2 separate regions of the Sus scrofa genome follow, and region 1 is linked to region 2. Evidence: chromatin contacts called from public promoter capture Hi-C data. All regions are on one chromosome and are shown on one strand. Each heading gives the region's core, a stretch centred on a gene start, on an enhancer-like site or on the middle of the called end of the contact. The rest is flanking DNA. Distances are from core to core; before and after follow the strand shown. Region 1 holds the start of EIF2B3 (translation initiation factor eIF-2B subunit gamma). Region 2 holds the start of MUTYH (adenine DNA glycosylase).

Region 1 (6,878 bases), core at 2,937-5,436, 350 kb after region 2:
CAGATTGTTAACCACTGAGCCACAAGGGGAACTCCACACGTCTTTTTGATAGTTTACGTGATGAAATGGGAAGTACTCGTGTAACGGCTCCATTCACATGAAAGAAGCATGTGAGCTGTCTCCAGCAAAGCCATCGCTTGACGTGTAGCTGCTGCTTCTTTCCTCGAACACTGTATTTACTTGAAAGAACAACCGTCAAACCATGGACAGAAGTTATCAAAGTGAGTGAAGTAAGCCAGCCACTTCAAGGAAAACCGATAACAATGATAATAGCTGAGCTTTCCAGAGAGACTCAGAGGTTTGAAAAACTCATATTTGTCATCACAAGCTTGCCAGCATATTCTTAAAGACTTTTCTGATGAGATTGGTGGTGCTATTAACAAGTGATTTTTAAAATACTGTACGAGTCGACATTGGGACGATCTATATAACTTAGTGAACAAACATTTTTCAAGTGATCATTGTGTCAAGCTGCAAAATCATGTATACGTAAAATGCCCAAAGTGCAAGTACTATAACAGAGTACAGAATGTTCATGGATATAAAAGATTCTATGTTGTAATGAATCTTTCTTTAACAGACGACCACTTAATAAGTTTTGGTGTAGTATCAAAGAAGAATACCCGCAATTATCTGACAAAGGCTATTAAAACATCTCTCCCTTTTCCAGCTATGCATCTGTGTGAGGTCAGGTTTTCATTAACCAACACAACAGGTGACAACTGGTGGCAGAACTTAGCTGTTCTGTTCTAAGCCAGACATTAATGAGATGTGCAAGAAGGTGAAACCATGGTATTGGTATTCTTCTATTTTTTTATTTTGAAAACATAGTTATGTTTTCATTAAAATGTTAGTGTGTTACCATGTAATGGTTTTATTGTTTTTATTTTTAATGAATTAATATTTAAAAATTTTCTCAGTTTGAATTTTTAATATGGTCGATATCAACAGATACAATCTATACAAACAAAAGTTCTTTGGGGCCCCAATAATTTTTAAGAGTATAAAGGGTCCAGAGACCAAAAAGTTTGAGAATTGCTGCCCTAAGGGAATAATTGAAAATGAGTTTAAACTGAAGCAGTCTCTCAACTACTTTCCTCAACTGTAGGAGAAAAATCCTCCAGTTCCCTGAAAACATTTGCTAGCTTAAACATGAGCATTTAAAATGGATGACAGGGGGTTCCTGTCGTAGCACAGGGGAAACAAACCCAACTAGGAACCATGAGGTTGTATGTTCGATCCCTGGCCTCACTCAGTGGGTTAAGGATCCAGCGTTGCCGTGAGCTGTGGTGTAGGTCGAAGATGTGGCTCGGATCCCCCGTTGCTGTGGCTGTGGTGTAGGCCGGCAGCTGAAGCTCCGATTCGACCCTGTGCCTGGGAACCTCCATATGCCATGGGTGCGGCCCTAAAAAGACAAAATAAAATAAAATAAAATGGATGACACATCAGAGGTTGAATGCAGTTCTCACTTCATAACTAGTTCTTACCTCAAAACAATACTATAATTCCCAAGGCTTCTGCTTGCTTAATACCAAAGAGGAGAGAGTCTTGCTGCAGAAGGAGAGGGTGGTCAAGTTTTGAGTCTCTTGTAACCAAACCGATCGTTCCATGGCGCCCTTTTACCAACATACTTAGTGTTTTACTTGAGTTAAAATAAATATCCAGTAACAACTCATCACCAGTATCCCAACGTGAAGGAGGATAGGCCAGTTTTATGGATATGGCTTCGAGACTTTTGTTTGTTTGTTTTTTGTTTTGTTTGGGTTTTTTTGGGCCACACCTGCGGCATAAGGAGGTTCCCAGGCTAGGGGTCGAATCAGCGCTGCCCCACACCAGTCACAGCAACTCGGTATCTGAGCCACGTCTGCGACAGCTCATGGCAATGCTGGATTCTTAACCCACTGAGCAAGGCCAGGGATCAAACCTGCATCCTCATGGATGCTAGTCAGATTCCCTTCCACTGAGCCATGATGGAAACTCCAGGACTTTTTTTAGTAGGTTCTGCACTGAGCGCCTATTCTTCTGGCTGAAAGTCTGGGGAAAAGTACGAGTCTGGTGTTTCTCGGTTGCTGTATCTCCAGCATCAAGCATCCAAAACATTGGTTGGCATGTATCAGGCAGGCAATAAATACTTTTGAATAAAGCAGTTTACTTTTATTGCAGAAATTAGACTCTACCTCATAAGTGGCAGGCAGCTAAAGCATTTTAGGGTTTAAGAGATGGAGAAAGAAAGAGGAAGCTTCCAAAAGATTAGGAAATTGCAGGAATGTGTGCGAAAGAGATAATGACCGTTGTTCCTGTTATCTATGTAGCTTAACAAACCACCCCAAAACTTACTGTTTAAAACATCAAAAAAAAATTTTATTATTATCTCTCGCAATTGTTGGAGTTGTCTAGATGCAGCTGTTTGGGTTCTTTCATAGAGTTGCAGCCTCTTAAGCGGTCTCCGTGCTCCCAGGGAGTCTATTATCATTACAGCAACCGGTGATCCTTTCAAACCTGTCATACTGCTCCTCCTCCGCTTCCTTCAAGGTCCTCACGGTGGCATACGAGACCCCAGGACTGGAGTTCCTGGTGTGGTGCAAAGGGAACTGCAGCATCTCTGGAGCTCAGGGATGCAGGTTCCATTCCCAGCCCGACATCCCAACGTAAGGATCCTGCTTTGCCACAGCTGCTCTGTAGGTTGACCCTGCAGCTGGGATTTGATCCCTGAACCAGGAACTCCATATCCCCAAGGGGCAGCCAAAAAAGAAAAAAAAAAAAAGACCCACAGGATCTGAATTCTCTGCCCTCTCCTCCATTGCCTCTCTGATTTCCTTGGTCGTCATTCCTCTGCCCCACTTATTTTGCTTCAGCCATGTTGGCCTCTTTTATGTGCTTTGAACTTGCGGTCTCTCTTGAGGGCCTTTGCACTTGCTGACCACTCCGCTTGGAAGGCTTTTACTCAAAATATCCACCTGACTCACACTCTTCAAGAAAATATCCACCTGACTCACGCTCTTCAAGATCTTGTTCGATGTCACCATCTCAGTGAGATCTTCCCTAATTCCGCGTCCCCAACCGTTTTGATGGATTAAAGGCGGATGTTGTCCACACCAAAATAGTCTGGTTTAGAAAGCCAATGTCGGAGTTCCCGTCGTGGTGCAGTGGTTAACGAATCCGACTAGGAACCATGAGGTTGCGGGTTCGGTCCCTGCCCTTGCTCAGTGGGTTAACGATCCGGCGTTGCCGTGAGCTGTGGTGTAGGTTGCAGACGCAGCTCGGATCCCGCGTTGCTGTGGCTCTGGCGTAGGCTGGTGGCTACAGCTCCGATTCGACCCCTAGCCTGGGAACCTCCATATGCCGTGGGAGCGGCCCAAGAAATAGCAACAACAACAAAAGACAAAAAAAAAAAAAAAAAGCCAACGTTGAGTCCCCATATTAGGCATCACTGGACATAGAAAACCTTGGCAATCGTTGGCCTGCAAGAGATTTGGTGATTTCTCCACTGGGGAGCCCCACATCGCAGAGTGTGGTTGGGGACCGATCCTAGAAGGACAATTGCCTTAAGGAAGAGACTGCGGCTGTTCCAGCCTGAGTTTCAAGGACCCCTGCACCGCGAGGGACGCTCCCTGTATTGTGGAAACCGCAAAAACCGTGGCAATGGAAGGAGACAAACAGCACTCAGATCTATGGAAAAGCAAGATTTATTCAGCACCGGTGAGGGCTCAGAGGAGACACCTCCAGAGTCTGAGCACCAGGTCTTTGTTCTCAGTAACTTTTATACACTACAAGGGCTTGCTTTTGCCATGTAAGCATCCCGGACCTCCCCCCATCCCCAAGCAGACAGTGTTCCTCCCTAAGAAACTGAGCCAGCAAGGTTACAGAAGCGGAACTGATAAGCAATGCTGGGTACCTGATTAGCAGGGCTGCTGGCTGGGACAGAGGGCACACAGTTGTTACATTATTACAAGAAGGGTGGTATAGTGACGAGCACAGCTGAAAGGCTTGCAGCTGCCTTCTTAGCCAAGGGGTGGGGGTTGTTCTTTAGTTAAAACTCCATTTCACCCGGACATTGATGACATGTGAACGGACTTAAAGCCACAGGGAGCGCCGCCGGCCGCTCTCCTCCGCTCCCCCCAGCAGCGCGCTTCTGGCCGTCATCTATCATTCGGCGCTCATCCCTTCTCCGCGGGCCTGCCCGGCGCGTCCCATCGATCTGTTCGGCCATCGCGCGCCTGCGCCTTTGGGCTGTCAGGCAGCGGCGGCGTGGGGAGCGTTGGGAGCGGTGGCGGCGCGCGACCCGAGGTAAAGCCGAAGCTTCTGCGCTGCCAGGCCGCGCGCGAGTTGGCTGGCCGCGGGAGCCGCGCGGTGGAGGCCGCCGAGCCCCGCTTCCCCGGAGGGGGTCGAGCTCCTGGAGCCCGGCCGAGCAGGGCCTGAGCGGGTGGCGGAGGTGCGGAGCCCCGGAGTTGCCGGCTGGAGCGCCTGCCCGACCTGGCCGCGGAGCCAAGTGCCCCAACTAGAAGGGCGCTCGGCGAGAATCCGAGCCAACCACCTTGTGCAACAGGTGGAGGAAACGGAGTTTCAGGGTCTGCTAGAAGTCTCATCCAGGGAGCTTCAGACCCAGGACCAGGCGCCCTGAGGACAGTGCCTGAGCTCTGCTCACTTAAGCCCTTTGTTCATTGATGCTGTGTTTAGTTGTTTAAGTGCAAGACAGTGGACTACAAAGAGGAATGCAGTCAGGTCTCGCTGAGAGGATAACTATGATATGATGTTTTATCTTGCCAGTTTTCGAAGGGAGAAGGCAGTGAGTGCTCTGACGGAGGCAGGTCTGGGGTGCCATGAACACCCCCTCTTAAAACTTTTGTGCTCTCTGTCCCAGCCATTGAGTGGCCAATGAATCTTTGCCTTGATTCCCATCGTCCAGAGTCATGGCAGTGACATTGAGACGTTTGACGGATTGCCTGGTGTCATGGAAAGTCATGTCCATGATTACCCCCCGGGCCTCATGGAGAGCAGGAACCTCAGATCGAGGTGACCTGGGTTCTGATGTCACTTCTGCACATGTTTGAACTTGACTCTTACATGGGGTTGTTGTGAGGTTCGCAGGTGCTTATTCCACAAACACTGATTGAGTGCCTGGCCAGGTGCTGGGAATACAGGGATGACAGTCAGGGAACTCGCAGGAAATAGCAAGTGGATGATAAAGCTTGTAAAGGCAGAGATGCTATGTACATAGCAGAGTGGAAGCATCTAAGGGGAAAGGAGTTAGTTGCTTCTACCAGGAGAGTGGGAAGGGTTAGGAATGGCTTTTTAGGCAAGATGATTCTTGAACTGAGTCTTAAAAGTTTAATAGGTGGATTACATACAGGAGAAGGGCCGCTTAGGAAGCAAGAATAGCAATACAGGGACCAGAATTATGCAACATCGTGGTTCAGTTGGCACAGAAGACTTTCATGATCTGTCTAATAATATCAAACATGGATACACTGCTTGTCACGGGATTAACATTATTTTGTGTGTTTTACGTAGATTAACTCATTTAATATTTACCCTGTGAAGTAGAAACTAATTATCCTTATCTTAGAAAATTCAGAAAACACAAAGGCGAGGGAAGAGGGAGTGGGATGGACTGGGAGTTTGGATTTAGTAGATGCAAACTATTCCATTTAGATGGATAAGCATGAGGTCCCTCTGTACAGCACAGGGAACTGTATCCAGTCTCTTGGCACAGACCATGATGGAAGATAATATAAGAAAGGGAGTGTGTGTTTACGTATGACTGGGTCACTTTGCTGTACTGCAGAAATTGGCACAATATGGTAAATCAACTACACTTTAATAAAAAATAGTAATAAAAAAAGAAAATTAAGAAAACAGAGACTTGGAAAAGTTATGTAGTTTACCACGGATCACACAGCTAATTCATGGTAGAACTAGAATTCAAACCCAGGCAGTCTGGTTTAAGGGTCTGGGAATTGAACCACCAGGCTCCCTTCTAGAATCTGAGGACAATAAGAGTTTTAAATGTCAGGCTCCTGGTTACATCACCTGTAAGTGGTAGAACCATAACTCTGACTCAGGTCTTTTAACTCTTAAGGACCTGGTGCTCTTTTCATAATACTGTCAGATGTTATGGGAGTTATGTAGTGCCAGATTGAAGTTAAATTCCAATTTGAGGGGAGTTCCCCTCGTGGCTCAGCGGTTAATGAACCCGACTGGGATCCATGAGGTTGCGGGTTCAGTCCCTGGCCCCACTCAGTGAGTTAAGGACCTGCCGTTGCCACGAGCTGTGGTGTAGGTTGCAGACACAGCTCGGATCCTGCATTGCAGTGGCTGTGGCGTAGGCCAGCAGCTGTGGCTCAGATTAGACCCCTAGCCTGGGAATTCCATGTGCCACAGGTGTGGCCCTAAAAAGCAAAACAAAAAAAAAATTTTCCGATTTGAGGCTATGCTTGCTAGAATCCAGATTGCCATGTCGTCAGAGTTCCCATTGTGGCTCAGCAGTTAATGGACCCAGCCAGCATCCATGAGGAGTCAGGTTCAGTCCCTGGCCTTACTCAGTGGGTTAAGAATCCGCCGTTGCCATGAGCTGTGGTGTAGGTCGCAGCTGCGGCTCAGATCCCATGTTGCTGTGGCTGTGGCGTAGGCTGGCGGCTACAGCTCCAATTCGACCCCTAGCTTGGAAACCTCCTTATGCCACAGGTGAGGCCCTAAAAAGACAAAAAGGCAAACAAAACAAATTACCGTATCTTTAAATTGTGGGTGTTGTATAAGAGTTTCCACTTTGTGTTTGTGTGTATAGGGTGAGAGTGTTGGGTACTGAGTGGGGAACCCAAGACTGATTAAGATTATGGTAAAGGTGCAACAGTATTTGGCAGTTTGGTGTTAAAATAAAT
Region 2 (7,653 bases), core at 951-3,450:
CAAAGCCTTCAGCCGTTTTCCCCTACGTCTTCGTCGACGCCTCTTGTCTTCCACGACAGCCTCGTCAGTGTCAATAATAAGGTCAATATCATGGGACCGAGGACAACGTGGTCCCAGGGGGCACCAGCCGTAGGCCTGGAAGCAGGGAAAAAACCTTAGAGAGGGGTTCGAGGCATTAAACCTCCCTCCCCCCAGGAAATAGGCAGGTGCTCTCACCGAGAAGTTGTCACAGATGCTGGTGGAATGGGGACGGGAGGTTGCAGGGGCATGCAGCAGCGATAGTCAATGTGGGCCCTCATGCTAGAAGGATAGCTGCAGAACTCCAGGGTAAGGTGTGGGCTGCCAGCTGCCCTCTGCTTCCCATTTTCCCGCTCACTGCAACACACAAGAAGGTACCCGTCCCTGAGCATATAAGCTCCGTGAGAACAGGGTGTTTGTCTGCTTTGTTCACTGCTGAACCCTGAACCCTCAGCACCCAACACAGTGCCTGGCACAGGGGAGGCACTCAATCAATGTCTTAAGTGAGTGAAATAGTCAAGACAATACCAGGCCCCACCCTGTTCCCTCAACCAGTCCCTCACCATTTCCGGAAGGCATATTCTAGGTAGGAGGCCACAAAGCGGGCGTGAAACTCAGCAGCATATTTGGTGTCATAAATGCCAGCTGGGAACATTTCACACAGGTCAGCAGTGAAGGTTCCCAAGCTCTCGGGCAGGTGCGCATAGAAGTGCTGGTACAGGAACACCAGGTCTATAAGACCGTTGTGCAACACCAGGGGCCGGCGGGCCCGGATCAGCTCCAGGAACAGGGTCCTCACTGACTGGCTCTGGCTCTCATCGCCCTGGGTGGAAAGAAAGGGGTCACTGGGAAGGACAGAGTCCCCAGGGAAGCCTCTTTTGCAGGACACATACATCCCAGGCTCCCTCACTTGGAAAGTTCTCTCCTGCTGTCTAATCCAGCGCTCTTCACCAAGGTATGTTTTGTTTCCCCAGCTGTCACGACGCCCCATGTGCCTAAGAAACAGATCCTCCCCCAGGCACCCAGCCGCAAAGAGGAGTAAGAAATGAAGTCACAGAAAGGGCCGCCTCAAGGCTGGAGTCCTACCTTGTCGTTGCCCTTGTGGTAGGGGATGCCCTGGGCATACTGCCGGTTGAAGTTGAAACCATGCTGGACCAGGAACTGCACGGACTTTGGTTCTATGACATACTCCTCCATGCACAGCAGGGTCAGATTGAACACCTGGACCAGGTATGAATGGTCACCCTGGGAGAGAAGGAGGTTCTGCTACGTCAAGCCTTGGGAGGAAAAAACCTCACAGCTGATGTTCTCTAGGATCTCAACCCTCCTCCCCCAGCCACAGACCTGGGAGAGGGTGAGATCAGCCCATACCTTGTCCGGCTGGTGCTTAAAGCAAGCGAGGCCCAGGGAGAGGATGGAACGGGTCCTGGCAGCATGACACACGGCCTTGTAACGTTCCTCGATGCACCTTGGGGTTGAGGTTGGGAGTGGCTGTGGCTGGGACTTAGCCTCATGACGGACCCAAACCACCCAGGACTGTGACCTCCACTCCAGGGCTGAGCTCTGCCCCTCCTGCCAAGGCTAGGACTAAAGAGATCAGGGCTTACACTTACTGGTTCAGCAAACTCTTCCGGTCCCCAAGCCCACTCAGTTCCTAAGCGTCAGCAAAGAGAGAGCTGTGTTAGGTCCGCAGCACCAGCCCCCTCACAACCACCGGCTCTCCCAGTTCCCCAACCCTCACCGTGTCCACAGCCACAAAGCTAGCTGTCTTTATGGCCAGCAGGAGGGACGGCCACATTTCCTTGAAGTTGTCGTTTTGTACATCCACCACGGGAACCTGGATTGCCAGCTCCTCCCCAGATTTTGTGCTTTGGTGGACACCACCTGGGGGTAAGGAGGGTGACGACGCTCAGGCAGAGGGCCCATGAGAACAAACACTAAGCTAGGCCATGGCTGGGGGCAGAGGCAGGAGCAGTTTCTCTTTAGGCAAGATATGGCAGCTTTCCCCTCAAGCCTTTGTATCACTTATGCTCAATACACAGGCCTTGGGGTGCACAGTGCCCCGATTTTGGGGAAAAAAAGCCCAGGTCTTTCAGAAGATTATGAGGCTGGGAAAGTGTCTTCCTCCTCAGCATCAAAACCTGTAAAAGACTAAGGTTGGGCTCGATGATCTGTGAGGTTCCTTTTCCCCACATCCTCTACGAAATCTTTTGCAAGGATGGAGGACCTCGGCTCCTTTAATATCCTGCAAGGCTCTACAGCACCGTTCCCGGGGCACCTCATAGCCACACGCGGCAGCAGCCAGAGCGCGCGCAGAGCCTGATACATTACGCCCGCATCCGTCCCACTTCCTGCCCACAACTCCCCACCCGCCCCGCTTAACAGAGCTTCGAGCTCCGGACTGCATCTCCCGGCACGCCCCTGCACGTCCCGACTCCGCGCCAGCACGCCAGACTTCCGCAGCCAGCGTCGCGGTGCACGCCGGGACTTGTAGTCTCCTCGTGGCTGGTCCAGAAGGAAGCAGCTAGTCCTCTGAAACTTGAGGTCGGTTTCTTCGAACAGTGAACCTGAGGCCCTCCCGCCCCGCCAAACGTACAGGATTTCAAAGCTGTCCCCGGGAAGCCACTCACCGTCAGAAACGGCTGGAGCTGAGGCTGCGCCGTCGTCACTGTCGGCGGCCATGACACCGCGAGTCTCTCTTCAGTATAGTCAGTGGGTCCGCGGGACTTCCGCTTCGTCCCCCGGCTCGGCTCTCGCCGTCGGGGAGGTGGCGGCGCCTCGCCTCGCCCCCTGGGTCGCCGACAGGTCGGACTTCCGTTCAGAGCTCCCGGGGCTGGCGCGGAGCAGCGGGCCCGGCGCGCGCTGAGAGCCTATTGGCTGGCGTGTTCCCGCTGACCTCCCGGATTGGCCGGAGCCACGCCCCCTGGCGTCCAGTCGGGAGCCGGCCGCGCGAGACCGCGCGAGAGGTAATTCGCCCACAGCGCGGCGGGAATGTGGACCTGAGCGCCGCGGCGCGGGGAGGGGTGCTCCGGGACGGGGGTGCGGGGGTTCCCCCCCAGAGGAGGTGGCGCTGCCCGAGCTGAGCTTAAAGCACGCATATGAGTTATGCAGAGACAGGGGAGTGTGGAGAAAGAGCAATATTCTGGGAATGGGCAAGTTCCTGGGGAGGGTGGAGAGCGCCTTTCGTCCCAGGAAGTGAAAGAAGCGGGGAGCGGGACGGGAAATGAGGCTGCGGGAGATGAGAGCGTCCCGGTAGCAGGGACACCTTTTAAGTAACCCTGATGCGTGATAATAGGGACTTGAATTAGGACTCTAGCAGGGACAAATTGTCAGCAGTTAGGAGGTATAGTTGACCTGCAGGGGGTTTGAACACGATTCCTGCTACCGGGAGATGCTCTGCGCCTACCGGACACTAGTCCTTTCCCAGGGGCTTTGGTTCCCACCAAAGACTCTCAACTCGTTCACTTCCGTTTTTTGCTGTTTTCAGTTCATCTTCAGCCTTTCTACCGAGTGTTTTCATCTCTGTTTCGAATGGCTTGAATTTCTCCTATTCTGAAAAGAGGGAAACTTTTACCTCATCCCAAATTAATTTAACAAGTGTTTATAGTGTACAGTTTGCCTGGCACTGTGCTCAGCTCTGGGGACACAACCGTCAACAAAAGACACCCAGTCTTTGCTTTTGTCGAGTTTTACAGTTAAGTGGGGAAGGCAGGCACTGATGGAAGAATCACAAATGCTTATGAAGTTACAGTTGGTATAAGAGCAGCAGTGGAAGGTAAGGCTGGGGGAAGGGGGCTGACTTGGACATTTAAGTCAAGACCTGAAGAATGACTAAAAGTTAGGTACAGCATGGAAGAGCTAGCCAAACAGAGGGGATGGATTGGGTCAGGCCTCAATGCAGGCAGACACTTGGGGAATTGAAGCAGCTCTTTCAGGCAAACATGGCTAGCGCATAGTGAGAGGGGATGAGGCAGGTGGGGCTCGTTGGAGCCCACAAAGCTATTTTAAGGGGATTGGCTTCTAAGAGCAATGGTGTGTTGCCAGAGTCCTCCAGTGGCCTACAAGCTTCTCTGTAATGTCTCCAATTTTCTTTTTTCTTTCTTTTTTTTTGTCTTTTTAAGGCCACACCTGCGGCATATGGAAGTTCCCAGGCTAGGGGTCAAATTGGACCTGCAGCTGCCAGCCTATACCACAGCTTCAGCAGCGTGGGATCCTTAACCCACTGAGTAAGGCCGGGGATCAACCCGTGTCCTCATGGGTACTAGTCGGGTTCTTTAACCACTGAGCCATGATGGGAACTCCAGTCTCCAGTTGTCTTGACCTCTGACTTTATCTACTGCTTACTCTTTCCTTCTTCCATTCCAACCATAATGGCTTCCTCATTGTTCTCCAAACACACCAGGCACCCTTCTCAGGGCCTTTGCACTAACTGCTTCTTAGGATGCCTTTTCCACAGGTATCAATATCCCCATGACTAATTCCTTCAACTGCTTTTTTTTGTCTTTTTTGGGCTGCACTTGTGGCATGTGGAGGTTCCCAGGCTAGGGGCCTAATCGGAGCTGTAGCCCCTGGCCTATGCCCAGAGCCACAGCAACGCAGGATCTGAGCCATCTTCGAGCTACACCACGGCTCACGGCAACGCCGGATCCTTAACCCACTGGGCAAGGCCGGGGATTGAACCCACAACCTCATGGTTCCTAATAGGATTCGTTTCCGCTGAGCTACAAGGGGAACTCACCTGCTGTAAGTCGTTGGTCAAATATCATTTTAATAAGGCCCACCTTGACCACCTTCTTTAAAATTGCAACATTCCACCCCCCTTCACTGCTTTGCTTTCCCTCTGTATACTAGTATTTATCATTAATATCTTACATAATTTACTGATTGTACATTATTTATTGTCTGCCCCATTGAGAGTATATGCTCCATAAGGGCAAGAATCTTTGATGTTCTGTTTACTGAAGTATTCCAAGTACCAAGTGCTTGACACAGTAAGCACTCCATAAATATTTGTTCACTGAGTAATGGGAAGCTATTACAGGCTTCAAGTAAGAAAGTGACATAATCCTGTCTTAATAGATTGCTGTAGGAGTTCCCATCGTGGCTCAGCGGAAACAAATTGGACGAGCATCCATGAGGACACAGGTTCTACTCTGGCCTTGCTCAGTGGGTTAAGGATCCAGCATGGCTGTGGCTGTGGTGTAGGCCGGCAGCTACAACTCCGATTTTCAGCCCCTCACCTGGGCACCTCCATATGCCATGGATGTGGCCCTGAAAAGACAAAAGACCAAAAAAAAAAAAAAAAAAGATTGCTTTTGTCTTTGGAGAATAGATTGCAGCATGGATTGTCAGCAAGTGCGGGGAAGAAGGTTGGCTCTGAAGGAGAAGAGGGTGGGTCTGGTTCTGGTAGAAAGGGTTGGCGGAGCAGGACCCTGAGCTCCAAGGATTTCGGAGGAGGGAACCTGTCCTCCATATCCTGGGTACAGGACAAGGAGCGTGCAGATGGAGCCAAGTTTGTGCCTTTGTTTTCTTCTCCGAAGGAAGAAGCAACCCCTTTGGTGGAAATAAGGTGGTGAAATAAAAAGTTTAAGGAAAGGGGAGTTCCCGTCGTGGCGCAGTGGTTAACGAATCCGACTAGGAACCATGAGGTTGCGGGTTCGGTCCCTGCCCTTGCTCAGTGGGTTAACGATCCGGCGTTGCCGTGAGCTGTGGTGTAGGTTGCAGACGCGGCTCAGATCCTGCGTTGCTGTGGCTCTGGCGTAGGCCGGTGGCCACAGCTCCGATTCGACCCCTAGCCTGGGAACCTCCATATGCCGCGGGAGCGGCCCAAGAAATAGCAAAAAAAAGACAAAAAAAAAAAAAAAAAAGTTTAAGGAAAGGGTTTGAACCAGAGTCTCCACAGGGACTGCACTATGGCCAAGTGCAAGTTCTGCAGGCACATCTTTTGGGTTTGAATCAAAGAGTTGTTTAATCAGAGTTCCTGTCGTGGCTCAGTGGTTAACGAGTCCAACTAGGAACCATGAGGTTTCGGGTTCGATTCCCTGGCCTTGCTCAGTGGGTTGAGGATCTGGGGTTGCCGTGAGCTGTGGTGTAGGTCGCAGATGTGGCTCAGATCCTGCGTTGCTGTGGCTCTTGCGTAGGCCGGTGGCTACAGCTCCGATTCGATCCCAGCCCGGGAACCTCCATATGCCGCAGAAGCGGCCCTAGAAAAGGCAAAAAAAAAAAAAAAAAAAAAAAGTTGTTTAATCCCCATCCTCAGTTTCCTGAGAACTGAGGTGGAGGTGATCCTAGAACATGCCTCATGGACTTGTCGGGAGTGGAGTGAGTAATCTGTAAAGCACTTAGCTTGGGGTTTGGCGTTTATAAGCCCTAACTGGTAGCTTCTTGTAGCCAGTAGATGAAAGGCAGCCGGACAGTAAGGGAGCAGAGAAGGTCAGCCAGATGCAATTTTTTCTGTTACCGATGGATAGGCAGCTATGATTCCGCTAAATCAGAAGAAGGTTAGGAATAAAACTAGCTCATCTCCCCCGACTCTCAGCCCTGCCCAACTTGCCATCTGCTCTCAAAGAAGCAAATCTTTTCCACTTTCCTTGGTTTCTGCCTTTTTTTTTTCCTTTGTATTTTATTTTTTAAGTCGTCACAGAGGTTTCTTTTTTCAATAGAATGAAGGTTTGGACTAGACGACTCCTAAGACTGTTTCCGTGTAAACCGTGCTACGCCTTTGAGCAGATAAACCTCCTTCTTACACCTGTGCTCCCAGAAACCCCTAAAGAAGCCCTGTCCACACGCGGAGTCACAGTTCGCATCCGGGATGCACAGGTGGTCCCACCCAGGAGGCTTTGGTCTTTGACTCAGCCCGGCCCTGGCCTCTTAGCCTGTTGCTGTCTCTAGAAGACCCTCCTAATGCTGGTCCCTCTCGAGGCCACTGGCAGAAGCCCAGCCCCGCCAAGAGCAAACAAGCCCATACGCATCTGGAGAGTGTCAGAAAGACTAGGCACTATATGGGTGGAGTGGGGAGAGAGGTGGCTTTAGCCACTGCAGGGCCCCAAGATTCAGCTTCACTGTGACTGATGACTTTGGGGGGCCTTTCCTTTCTGTTCTAGTGGATCATGAAGAAGCCACGAGCGGCTGTGGGCAGCGGAGGTCGTCGCGGGAAGCAGGCATCCAGCGGGGAGGGAAGGGGAAGGTGTGTCCGCGGCAGCCGCCAGGCCAAGTCCTCTGGTGAGGAGCGCGGTGCTAGTGAGAGACTCCGAGGCTGGTTTCACCGGCCAGGAAAGGCAGATTCAGGCTGGGAAGGGAGGATGGTAGGTGTCAGGGCATTAAGGGACTAGTTAAGCATTCGATGCTGACTTTGCTGCCTGGCCTTGGGTTAACTGCTCCGAATGGCTGCTTTCTTGCAGTGACTTGGAGCCGTAGCCTGTGCGTTTCCTTTGGCACTTAGCTTTCACGGGACCAAATGAGTTTATCAGCTGGAAAGGGTTTTGTACATTCGGAAGCCCTGCCCAGGTATACATGATGGCTGGAAACTTGGGTTTTCGATATAACCCAAGACAAAGGAGCCAGCAGTACCACTCTAGGAAAACGAAGGCTAGGAACTTGGCTCAGGCTGTACATGGCTAGAAACGCCTGATCCCA

Evidence for each region. Promoter capture Hi-C pulls out the DNA fragments that hold promoters and counts their contacts.
Region 1: a contact with region 2 is called in a promoter capture Hi-C map of liver, with 6 times the contacts expected there. The contact joins the promoter of EIF2B3 here to the promoter of MUTYH in region 2. A contact is called at or near these places in 1 of 5 promoter capture datasets (liver) and 1 of 2 datasets of contacts at active chromatin or transcription factors (alveolar macrophages).

Annotation. Positions count from the first base shown.
Region 1 is chr6:166,349,732-166,356,609 of Sscrofa11.1, forward strand. EIF2B3 (translation initiation factor eIF-2B subunit gamma) reads left to right here and starts at 4,187. Exons shown (of 12, transcript XM_021096758.1): 1 at 4,187-4,287.
Region 2 is chr6:166,000,653-166,008,305 of Sscrofa11.1, forward strand. MUTYH (adenine DNA glycosylase) reads left to right here and starts at 2,201. Exons shown (of 16, transcript XM_021096748.1): 1 at 2,201-2,984; 2 at 7,122-7,239. The coding sequence starts at 7,128. TOE1 (target of EGR1 protein 1) reads right to left here and starts at 2,918. Exons shown (of 9, transcript XM_003128045.4): 1 at 2,649-2,918; 2 at 1,760-1,902; 3 at 1,632-1,672; 4 at 1,390-1,486; 5 at 1,105-1,263; 6 at 582-841; 7 at 269-375; 8 at 217-266; 9 at 1-135. The coding sequence starts at 2,700.